Regions from separate parts of the Sus scrofa genome. Here regions 2 and 3 are each linked to region 1. Evidence: chromatin contacts called from public Hi-C and HiChIP or PLAC-seq data. All regions are on one chromosome and are shown on one strand. Each heading gives the region's core, a stretch centred on a gene start, on an enhancer-like site or on the middle of the called end of the contact. The rest is flanking DNA. Distances are from core to core; before and after follow the strand shown.

Evidence for each region. Hi-C and Micro-C count contacts between places; a contact is called where the count stands out from the background. HiChIP or PLAC-seq counts read pairs in DNA pulled down with a chosen protein or histone mark.
Region 2: a contact with region 1 is called in a Hi-C map of liver, with 2.1 times the contacts expected there. The contact joins the promoter of LTV1 here to the promoter of SF3B5 in region 1. A contact is called at or near these places in 1 of 5 promoter capture datasets (liver) and 2 of 47 Hi-C or Micro-C datasets (heart right ventricle and liver).
Region 3: an H3K27ac HiChIP or PLAC-seq map of alveolar macrophages shows a contact between it and region 1. The contact joins the promoter of UTRN here to the promoter of SF3B5 in region 1. A contact is called at or near these places in 2 of 5 promoter capture datasets (fetal liver and liver), 8 of 47 Hi-C or Micro-C datasets (alveolar macrophages, brain, embryonic fibroblasts and 5 more) and 2 of 2 datasets of contacts at active chromatin or transcription factors (alveolar macrophages and skeletal muscle).

The regions. Positions count from the first base shown.
Region 1 is chr1:21,229,292-21,233,198 of Sscrofa11.1, forward strand. It overlaps SF3B5 (splicing factor 3B subunit 5), which reads left to right and starts at 1,973. Exons shown (of 2, transcript XM_003121152.4): 1 at 1,973-2,397; 2 at 2,507-2,723. The coding sequence starts at 2,117. The coding sequence ends at 2,377.
Region 2 is chr1:21,428,219-21,432,125 of Sscrofa11.1, forward strand. It overlaps LTV1 (protein LTV1 homolog), which reads right to left and starts at 2,034. Exons shown (of 11, transcript XM_021087123.1): 1 at 1,860-2,034. The coding sequence starts at 1,862.
Region 3 is chr1:21,046,152-21,050,058 of Sscrofa11.1, forward strand. UTRN (utrophin) reads right to left here and starts at 1,776. Exons shown (of 75, transcript XM_021072273.1): 1 at 1,578-1,776.

The DNA.
Region 1 (3,907 bases), core at 723-3,222:
GTCTTGTCTCTTATGACAAAAATGTGAAGTTAAATGTCTGTTATTACACTGACATATTTTGGTATATTAATTTAGTAGCATACTAAATACACAATAGTAAAAATGAGCTAAAGCTACATAATCAACATGGATATTGACAAGGGAAAAAACTTTTATAACAATGCATAAAGAGTGTCAATGAGGCTTTAAAACCTACATAGTAAAAACGTCTATTGTTTATGGATATACTAATTTTCAGCAGTCAAAAAACCAGACTCAGAATGTTTCTAAATTCAAGAGAGGATCCTGAAATGAATGAATTAGGGAGCCGGATACAGAGAATTCTTCGAGTTTATTTGTATAGCTTTATTTCTTTCAAAAATGAAAACCAAAATAAAATAACAAACTTGGAAATGAAAATGGCAAAATGGCAAGGTATGATATATCTGGATGGTAAATCCACAGGTATGCCTTATAATAACCTCTATGTTTCAGAAATGAAATATTTGTTATAACCAAGTTCACACTTAAGGGGGAAGTTTTTTTTTTTTTTTCCAATTTTTGGTACAGGCATTTGATCCCAGAGGGAACTGTTTTACCACTAAAATTTTTTAATAAAAATTATATATATTTAAGAGGTGCAACATGATTTGATATACATATACACAATAAAATGGTACCACAAACTAATTAACATATTCACCTCCTCACAATTTTTAGTATTGATACAGTATTAACTATAGTTAACTATAGAGCTCTAAACTTACTAGTCCTATCTAACCGTAACTTTATACCAGAATAAAGATACTTTAAAGTTATCTTTCTCCCAGTAAAGAATTTATTTGGCCGTCATACAGGTTTTTTTAATCCATTCATCAGATGTTTTTTGAGAAACAATCTCTGCGAGGCTCTGTGGCTAGCATAACAGAAGCATATGATACAAGACATCATCTCTTTTTCATTAATATTTTTAAAAATATTACTATTTGAATTTATTGAACTTCGCATTTTGGGGTTTTCTTTGTGGATTTCATGCTACAAATAGATCAAGTAGATAGATGTCTCACCCTCAAAAAAAAAAAAAGACATCATCAAAAAAGTAGTTTTTCTCAAGTAGTTTGTATTCGTGTGGGGAAGTTCTTAAACCAAAAACTGGATATAAAGTGATAATAACAAAGAGATGTACAGGATGAAAAGAATTTACATCTGTCTGGAGTAGCCAAAGTCAATTTCAGGGAGATACTTTCGAGCTGACTTAAAAGGGAGAAGTGTTTGCCAGGGGAACAAAAGCATTCCACGCAGATGGAACAGCTCGTACAGAGAACTGGAGAGAGCAGCACGGGAACGTTTGAGAAGTAGAGGCTGAGGGCCTGTAGGTGGGGTGAAACTTGTTGGGAGGATGTCAAAATTAGAAGCTCAAAAGGAGGAGCCTGTTGTGGGGGCCTGAATGTGTCGGAACTGGTGCTGTACTTAGGTCACTAGGCGGGAAACGGCGGCCCCGCAAGCGATGAAAGAAGTTTCCACACAACTTGTAAGAGACATGGCTGGGGTCAGACCTTGAGTTTCCTGACTTCAGGGTGATCCACCCCTGGTTGTGAAACGGCTACTGTACCCTCTGTAGCTCCGAAAGCGGAATTGCACAAAGAGCTCCTTTCCCCAGTTGCTTACAGCCTTGTACTACTTGTTTCCCACTTCCTCTCGGCCCCCCATCCGCCCGAGGATGCTTCCTGCCTCCCAAACACCGCAGTCCATTCAGTCTCTCAAACCCACACACAGAGGTCCCAAGAAGTCTCTGCGAACCAACCCTCGGAAACCACAAGTCCCAGCATGCAAAGCTCCTGTTAGAAAAGGGCCGCTAGATGGACCAGCATGCAACGCTCTGCGAAGGAGGCGGGGCTCTCTATAGGGAAGGCCCACTGGTAGCGTTGCCGAGGCAACTCCAATTCCGTGACAGAATACACTTCCGCCTGGGAGGCCGGGGACCGCGAGTCGCGCTGCTTTGTCGCTGTGACGCCATCCACCTGCGGCCGCGCGTGTACAGAGGTTCCGGCGGGTGGCTCCTCTCCGGCTTGAAACCTTAGAGCGGCTTCTTCTCGTCTGCGGCTTCTGACCTGCGAGCAAAGGAAAAAGCAACGAGATGACAGACCGCTACACCATCCACAGCCAGTTAGAGCATCTGCAGTCCAAATACATCGGCACCGGCCACGCCGACACCACCAAATGGGAGTGGCTGGTGAACCAGCACCGCGACTCCTATTGCTCCTACATGGGCCACTTCGACCTTCTCAACTACTTCGCCATTGCCGAGAATGAGAGCAAAGCGCGAGTCCGCTTCAACTTGATGGAGAAGATGCTGCAGCCTTGCGGCCCGCCCGCCGACAAACCGGAGGAGAACTGAGACCTCACCGTCTCACCGCTGTACGTGAGCACCTCTCTGCGTTCCTCCGGTTTGTCGTCATTCCCGCGGGTTCCTCTCCCAAGTGGACGGATTCTTCATAGCTCTGCTTTTCGTGCTTTCTTTGTACAGAGGTCCTTACCCGGGGCGTTCCGTCCGACCTGCCTTCCTGTGGAACAAAGTGTTGGGAGACCCGTCATAACCCCTGAGAAACTGAACAGTGGAGAGATCCTAAAGTCTGCAGACGTTAGAGGAGATATGGCTGGAGTGAGATGGGATTAAGAGGCTCGTTTTTGGCTAGTTGACTGTCTTCGTTGCTTTTTCTATAAAGTTTAGAAATGTTTCGGTCTCTTGGTGTGGACTACTTGTGTTCTGGTGGAGGGGCCAAGGAGGGCTCTGGGACTGTGGTTTGCCGGGTGGCGGGGGGTATAAAGAAGGGAAGGGTTGGGGAGGGGTTCAACAGTAGCACAGGGCCAAAGTTCGTTGCCAGACACTTAAATACGCTCTTTATAATATTCTCCAACCCTGACTTCTCCCAGGAACTTTTCTCAGGCCCTTAACACATTCACTATTGAGGTTTGTGATCACTGTGTCCTTTTTCTTTCATACAAAAAAAAAAAATCTTGACTCGCTTTGCCTTCTCTCTGTAGATTACACCTCTTTCTTTTGGAAATACGTGGACATATCTTGAGTATTGACAAACTGTCAAATTAGTTCTTAAATTCATTCAGCAAATACGTGTTGAATTTTATGTGGCAGGCTTTAAGGACCTATATTACACTGGTTGGGGGAGCAGAAGACCACAAAATTTGCAGACATAAGCAAGCACATGTTGGAGGGTGCTGTGGAGAATGAGAGTAGCAGTAGGGTTGCAGTTTTAAGTAGAATGCTCAGGAGTTCCCATCCTGGCTCAGCGGAAACAATCTGACTAGGATCCATGAGGATGCAGGTTTGGTCCCTGACCTCACTGAGTGGGTTAATGATCCGGCTTTGCTGTGAGCTGCAGTGTAGGTGGCAGATATGGCAGGGATCCTGTGTTGCTGTGGCACAGGCCAACAGCTACAGCTCTGATACAGTCCCTAGCCTGAGAACCTCCATATGCCACCGGTGTGGCCCTAAAAAAAAAAAAATCCATAAATAAGATGTTCATGTTAAACTATTGAGAAGGTAACATTTAAGCAGAGACTTTAAGGAAATGAGGGAAATACCATGCGGAAAACTGGGGAAATCGTTTCCCAGGTAGAGGGAACTGCCAGTGCAATGTTCCTACTACAGGGATTGTGGCAGGCTTACTGGAAAAACAGCAAACAAACAAGTATGATTGAAGGGAGTGAGTGAGGGAAAGAGTAGAGGGATAGATTATGGAGGGAAACAGATAAAAGTAGAGCCTGATTGGCCAGTGTAAGGACTTGTGGCTTTTACCCTAAAGAGGTGGGGAGCCATTGGAAGATTATTAAGTGATACAGTCTGACATATTTTAGATCAGTGGGTCTCAAATGTTTTGACCTTTGGACATAATTACATTCTTAGAAA
Region 2 (3,907 bases), core at 784-3,283, 200 kb after region 1:
CTAATTAACATAGGCATCTTCAATAAGTTATGGGAAGGATCAACAGATTTTTTAAAACCCGTACTTCCAGGGCAGGCAATATCAACTGTGTTCAATAAAATGTATGCTACTTTTCCTCAACAAACTCCCACCCCCAACCTGCTGCATATGGAAGTTCCTGGGTCAGGAATTGAATCCCAGCTGCAGTTGTTACCTAGGCCACAGCTGCAGCAATGCAGGATCCTTAACCAGCTACACCACAGCAGGAACTCCTCAACAAACTTTTATTGGCACTTATTCTGTGCCAGATGTTGTCACAGAAGCTGGGAATACAGCAATGAGAAAATCAAAGTTCCTATTCTCAGCAAGCAATCATCAAGAACATGATTTCAGGTAAATCGACAATAAAAACAAAAAACAGTGATGTGCAAGTGACCCAAGGGTTATTTTATTTTGGCTTTTTAGGGCCGCATGTGCAGCATATGGAAGTTCCCAGGCTAGAGGTCTAATTGGAGCTGCAGATGCAGGCTTATACCACAGCCACAGCAATGCCAGATCCTTAACCAACTAAGCGGGGCCAGGAATCGAAACCACGTCCTCATGGATACTAGTTCAGTTCATTACCACTGAGCCACAATGGGAACTCCTCAAGGGTTACTTTAAATTGGATGCTAGGAGAAGGTCCCTGACAGGCTGAACCAGAAAAACAGGAGCCTGCCACAGAAAAATGTGAGGAAAAGTTCCAAGCAGGGTACACATTTCACGTACCAACTATTAAGTGAAACCATAACACAACAGCTGAAGTTTAATAAGATTCGTCATCCTTTCTACTTCTAGTTTTGAAACCGAGTAGGGCTGGGTGGCTCCTGGGCACATAAGCCTTTCTGTGTCCCTCATTTCCTGTTCTTGGGAATAAGCGTCAGCCTCCATGACCTTTCCTGAGTTCCAAAAAGTAGGTTCAAACAGCTGCTAATCAGGGAAGGGGGTGGATGCAGATGCCAGGGAGGAGCAGTCAAGAGACAACTTGGAGTAGGGTCCCAGTCCTTCCTCAAGGAATACAGATAACAATACCTTTGAGCTCTTCCCCAAAACTATAACCCCAACAAATGGAAGATGTTAATGAAGGATTCTGCATTCCAGAAAGATTACCAGCTTTGAAAAACAACAAAAGCTTGCATCTACCCTGATCCTTACCTGTGGTCCTATTTTTCACTCCCAAACTATAAAACCAGCTCCTATGCCCTCCCAAAAAGGGGCACAGTCTTTAGGGCATTAGCCTGCTGTAAACCTCCCCTCCTTTGCCTAGCAAAGCAATAAAGCTATTTCTTTTCTCCTTCACCTAAAACTCTGTCTCCCTGTTTGTATTCAGCAACAATGGACAGGAGCCGAGTTTCGATAACAATTTCACTACCCAACCTTGATTTTCTAAAATAAAAAAGCATTACTCCAGTTACCTAAGTTGCCTGGCTTCAGGGCCAACCTTCCTGTCTCTTTTCTCAGAGCAAAGAGATGGGCAGAAACCTACCCTCCAAAGTCCAGAGAGACTAGAACCCACTCTCTGCCCCACCCCGGAAAGCACAGGTTGGCATGTTTGTGCGGCATGTCACAGGTTTGCAGACGGGGGTGGGGGGCGTGTAAAGAATAGCCCATTCTGTTCTGCCCACTCCCCAAGGAGGCTTGCTTGTGGGAGACCCACTCTGAACTACAAGGCATGCCCGGAGTGGTGAGGGTAGCCTATACTGTGACACTGGGAAGCAAGCAACTTCCCTCCATATTCATACCAGCCTCCCAGTCCCAGGCCGCAGCAGCCACAGGCACTAGAGGAACCAGCCTAGCCTCTGCCAAACCAGAGCGCCCGCCCCGGAGACTGCGAGGCTTACCATGCTGCAGCCGCGCGGTCCTCACCCCAAAAGGAGGCTACCACACTCTCGGAGTCCGGCAGAAAGTGACAGAGTACACCCCGACCGCCACCGAGGTCCAGCTACAGCCCTGCCTTTACGCTGCTCCACACATGCGGCTCCGGGAACCGGCCGGGAAGTAACGCAGGAGGCTGTGGAAATGGACCAATCGCTGAGGAGCTAAGGGTCGCGACCGGAAGTTACGCAAAACTCAGGCCGTCGCAACGATCGCGAGAAGCTATTTGGAGGTGGGGCTGCTCTCCGCTGGGAGGGTCGGGCCTTTCTGGGCAGAATTAAATCAATCCGGGAAGGAAATGGAGGGCGTTTGTGCTGCGGTGAAGTGCGAAAGGGGGGGGCCGCTGGTTAAAGGGAGACCTTGCTTTTATAGCGCCTTCTGCGGAAGACAGAAGCCGTGAAACTACCATCCCCCTTGAAAGTTGTATTCCCTACCTGTCCCCAACAAAACAAAACACGAAATGTGTATGCAGAAGGAAGGTGGGCACCCTCCGGGATCACCGAGATTTCGAGTTCCCGCTCTTTAGGGCGGGCGCGGAGCTGGTCGCCTTAGCAACAGAGTATCCTGGGGCCTGGCTATTCTAGTTCGCTTAATTAGGTCTTTATTTTCCGTTGAAAGAACTGCGTTTAAACACCCAATCAACAACCCCGCCCCCGTTGACAGTAGAAGCACTTGAACTAATAAAACACATTTTCAGAATCTCTTTGGTGTTTGCATGCCTTATCTTAGGCGGAAACTAATGTTTATTCTCTTACAAGCTCTTCCTCAAATGTTTGAAAATAGTTTAAGCAAATAGGCTATAAGCACACCTTAGCCAGCTTTCAGGCAGGTGCTGGTGCACTTTCAGGTTTTCCTGGGCAAAAGAGGATGGAAATGCATTCAAAAATTTTATCAGCAGATGGTTCTTCAGATTTGTATTTCCCCTTCCCAATTTCTGGTGTCTTTCCAATATCTGAATTATCTTGAATTATTTTTATGTCCTACCTTTTACTACTGTAAATATCTATGAAATAGTATGCTTTCATTCCAGTAAAAATTATAGAAACAATTCAGATTAGGATAACTAAACTTGTCTTGGGATAGTGCTTTGCAATGAGGATAATACAGAACACTTCTATATGCTACATACTTTATTATAATTGAGCTCCATGAGTGCAGACTTTGTTTTGTTTTTATCTGTTTTATTTACTACTGTAACTATATTCAGGACCTAGAATCGTGCCTGGCACGTGTATTCAATAAATATTTGTTTAAATGAAGTGACATTCTGGCACTTTACCTGAATTATCTCAAGTCTTATAGACAATAGTAAAACTAACAACACATGGCTTGAACCTAGCCAGAACCCAGATTGGGACTTGAACCCACAGTTTTAATTTAGAATCACTCTCCTGGTGTGTGGACTTACTGAGGATCAGGAATTCAGGGAGAGGGAAAGTGACAGGCAAGAAATAGATTTAAGAGAGAACACTTGTGAGAGATGCACGCAGGCAGGCAAGGAGGCTCTGCCCAGAGGATTAGGTAGGCTAGCTACAGTTTTATAATTCAAGGGAAGTGGGGAGTGGGAAAAGACCACCTCTGAGTAGTAGCTCCTCCTTTGCATCTGGTAAGAGAGTATTTGACCCTAAAAGGCCAAACTAGGACTGTCGAGATTATTCAAATCAGCAGAAGGGCAGTCCTTAAACTCCTGCCCTTGGTCCTAAGGGTAATGACCTGAAGCATATCTCATGCTTTTATTTGGGCAAGCCTGCTTCATTCTGATGGCTTTCTTGACTGATTAACTTCAATGGTCTCCCAAAGTTCCCTAGGTTTCCCCCTCTATCTTTGGTCCCCTCTTGAGACTTAGACAACTACCCGGGTAACTATCCTACTCCATCCCTGTCACTCCTACCTTCCCTTTGTTGCAAAAACTCATACATCCTAGCTTCCTGGTCACCTTCTCGGAGTGGTTTCTAAAGACCACCTGAGATTCTCTCTCCAGGGCTTAAGTCCTAATTTGGTCTCAAATAATACC
Region 3 (3,907 bases), core at 526-3,025, 180 kb before region 1:
ATGATATAGCAGAAAGGAAAGCAGAAGACAAATCCGAAGACAAGGAAAAAAGGAAAGGCAGGAGAATCCCAGATGACCATTTCAACAATGACAGTCACCAACTGCCACTTGTTGCCACTCATGGGCAGGGGTTTCCAAGTCCAGTAACATATGCAGTAATTCACTGGTGGTTGTCAGGAGAGGATCAAAGTTTCACCACTGACAATGTGCCTCTGTGGGACCCTCCCCTTCCACATCTCTAGTGGGGAAGCAAAGCCATCTTCCACACCAAGCTAGGTGAGAAAGTGAACAAGTGAATGGGATGCTGCTTTACAAGCTTTAAGCCCTTTACAATTGTAATTTATTGTTACCTCTGCTCTAGGTTCTGTTGCCTCATCATCATGTTCTGCCAAGTTTAGGCAGCTCTTTCACCCTGAAACCAAGGCCCTCACTCTATATTCACCAACTCTTTCTTGCTATCACGTGGACCACGAGTGTGTGGCAATAAACCTGGGTTGAAAGTCTGGGCCTTAGAGGCAAAACTCATGTTTTAATTTTTACATTACAAAGTGTCAGGACACAAATACGTTTAACGACGTGCAGTTATGATGGAAATACGTTGTAGGTCCTTGGGCAGAAACTATTCATTCACTTACACTAGGAACCAAAGCCTAAGAATGCTAGAGACAGTGAAAAGAGAAGCCCGGGAGGGCAGAGTTTGCCGCTCCGCCTGAAACTTGGTAAAAGACACCGCCCAGTGCCAAGAACTGCCATTCATTCTCGGAAGCGCTCCAAGGGAAGATTAATATTATTGTGATTAATGCTGTTTACAGGGGCAATCAATTTTAGGTAAACACCTGGAGGAGAGGTAAAACGCTGTCTCATCGCTTCCAGAAAAGCGAACCCCGGGGGCGGGGAATGACTCCGCGGAAACCAGGGCCCTCGCCAGCCGGGTTCCCTGCAAGCCGAAGCACCCAGGAGCTTCGCATTCCTGCAGCTCTCGCCTGACTCGTGGCGCTCTCAGCAGGCTGCGTCCCCCGGGCCCAGGAGCAACCAGCCCGCAGGGGTCCACCCGACTTCCTGAGGCCCCTCCAAGTTACAAAGGAATGGATGCGGCTGCTACCCGGGGTCCCAGAGGCCGCGAGCTCCCGCCCGAACCCCGGGAATCGGGGCCTCCCCGAACTCGGTTCACGCCGGCCAAGGCAACTGACCCTCCCAGAGCGGAGTTGCCTGGAGAACCGACCCGCGAGGCCCTGGTGAACCAGGTGACCTGGAGGGTGGTAAAGAGGAGGTTCTCTTCGGGGCATCCCAGAGAGCCGGGCAGTTAGACCCAGGTTAGACCCGACCTGCCCAGTTCGGTGTAAAACAAAATGCAGGTCCCCTAGCTCTTGGAAGTCGAGCACGTTTTCGCCTCCCCTTGAAACAACCCAGGAACGAGTTCCTGTCGTAATCTGGGGCTTGGTTGGGGGGCGGGGGGAGATTCACTTTTAACACTTCTAAAACTTGCACAGCCTATAACATTAGTGTTGGTTTTTAAATGGTTCTGGGGTAACCAGAGCCTCGGACCCGAAGCCACACAGGGCCATTGATTACCTTACCAGTTGCAGCAAGAGATGCCACGGATCCTGAAAACCCGAAGAGGCGACCGCGCAGGACTATGCACCGACAGAGCGCCCCTCGTCCCCCTCTCCAAAGCCCCACCCTCGGGAGCAGCAACGGCCCGGAGGCCAAGCACGTTTCCTGCCAGGCCGATGGCTGGGAACCTTTCCCCACCCTGTCCTTGCGGACACCTCTGGGGCCCCGCCTTCCCGGGGCTGGGGTGTGTGTGACAGGCCCTCCTAGGAAGCCACGTCCCCTCTTGGAGATCACTGGCCCAGCGCACTGGAAGGCGCGACCCTCTCACTCCCGCCAGCAGGAAGGCTGGGGGAGTCCAGAGGCAGCCCAGAACCAGTCGGAGGAGTTTGGGTCGTTTGCTACTACACGGATTCCGAGGACTTCTTCGCCCGAGCTCTCTCCACGTTTCTGGCATTCTCTGTCTCGCCACGGGGAGCTGAACTGAGGTTCCAAGGAAAGTGCACGCCAAAGTTGGTTACTTCTTCTTCAGCCTAGAAAAGGAGCTCGGGACTCTGATCCTGGGCCGAGGAACCGCAGAAAAGTCCATCCTCCTCGCAGCCTATGCCCCATTTCCCTAGGGCTGTGGTCATATTAACCGGCCCCAGGCTCAATAATGCATGGGCTTACCTGCTCCCGGGACCCGCGGGCCCGCCTCGCCTGCCAGCCGCCGCCGCCGCCTTCACGTCCGGAGCTAGCCAAGGGCTCCTCTGCTGGGCTTGGGGCGTAGTAATCGCGGGGGTGTGTACAAGCGGGAGCTTTTGTGGTTCGAAGTTTTTTTAAAAGGAAATGTGGAAAACCAGACAAGATCCGAAGAGGGGGAAAAAAATTTTTTTGACACCCGCCTGAAAACGCCCCTAACTTGTGCAATCTTCCTGCCCCGTAGTTCCGCCAAAAACAAAAACAAAACAGTCGGAGTGCAAACCTGGAACGGGAGCGCAGGCACCAAATTTGCCAAACACTAGAGTTTTCCGTCTGCAGAAATGACCCAAAAGAAAGGGGGGCACAGTTCCCCGTGATTCCCCAATCGGCTTCGGGAGCTGGAGGCTCCTCCTCGCCCCTCGGCGGGAGAAAGCCCGCGGCAGGCGGCGGCTGCCCGCTCCCCTCCTCCGAGGAAAGGCGACTCCACAACTTTGTGCGCGAGCCGCTCGCTCCTCCAGCTCCTCCTCCTTCTCCCCCCGCCGCGGGCCTGCCCCTTTGTTGGAGCGCGGAGAGGAGCGCAGGAGGCGGAGGAGGGAGGGTGGGGAGCCGGGCCGCCCGGGCGCGCGCTGCCTTCCCCTGGGAGCCGGCTCGCGTCCAGGCACCCGGGGTTCGCTCGCCCCGAGGAGGAGGTGGCCCAGCGGGTCCGGCCCGGCGGCCGGCCGGCCCAGCACTCCCACTCCCTCTCGGCTCTCCCTCCTCGCCGCCGCCGCCGTCGCCGGGCCGGCAACTTTGTTCCGAGAGACCAGGTCCTCTCGACTCCGGTTCGGCCCCGGCCCGACCCAGGCGGCCACGGCAGGCAGGGCTCCGGGAACGTGGCGCCCGGGATCACCTGACCGCGCGCGCGGTCAGTCAGCGTCCGCCCAGCGCGCCCTCCCCGCCGGCTGTAGCCCGGCTGGCGCTCGGCTGGCCTGCGGCGGCGCGCCCGGCTCCGCTCCCGAGCGGACTGCGTGCCGAGAGCCCGCAGCTGGCATGGATGCCTCGCTCTGACATGATCCCCTTTATTCAGATTATCCAAAAATGTGAGTCACACCCCCGCCAGGCAAACCTGGCCTCCAGTTAGGGTGGATTTCTTTTCTCCCTTAAGAGATGAATCTTCATTTGCCCCTCCACTCACCCCATCTCAGTGTGCTGACGTTGCTGGATTTCTAATTCCAAGGGTATATTTATTTTATATAATTTTCTTGGTGTCGTTTTTAATGTGAAGAAAAACGACATTTCGTTTTACATTCGTTCATACTGACAAGAGAGTGTTTGGGCTGACTTTATTTTTCTATTTTTTCAATATACGTGCAAACACATCTCAGAGTTTCAAGGCTGAGGTGTGGGTCAAAATAATACGTAGGACGAAATGAGTGCTGCTGTATGTGCATTTTTATTATTTACATACTTCGTTCCTGATGTGTTTCTATGATTCTTTTACGTGACCATCACGTAAAATGGGAGGCGAGGGAAATCAGCAACCTAAATTCCTAGTTTGTATAAAGAATGAGGAAAGGACAATTGATAAAGGAGCTCTGGCTTATTGCTGGTTTAACATTTGAGAGTTAATTTACCGGTTAGTAAAAATAAAGCAGTAGGGGCCTTACACATAATTTTTCAGAAAGAACTCACTAGT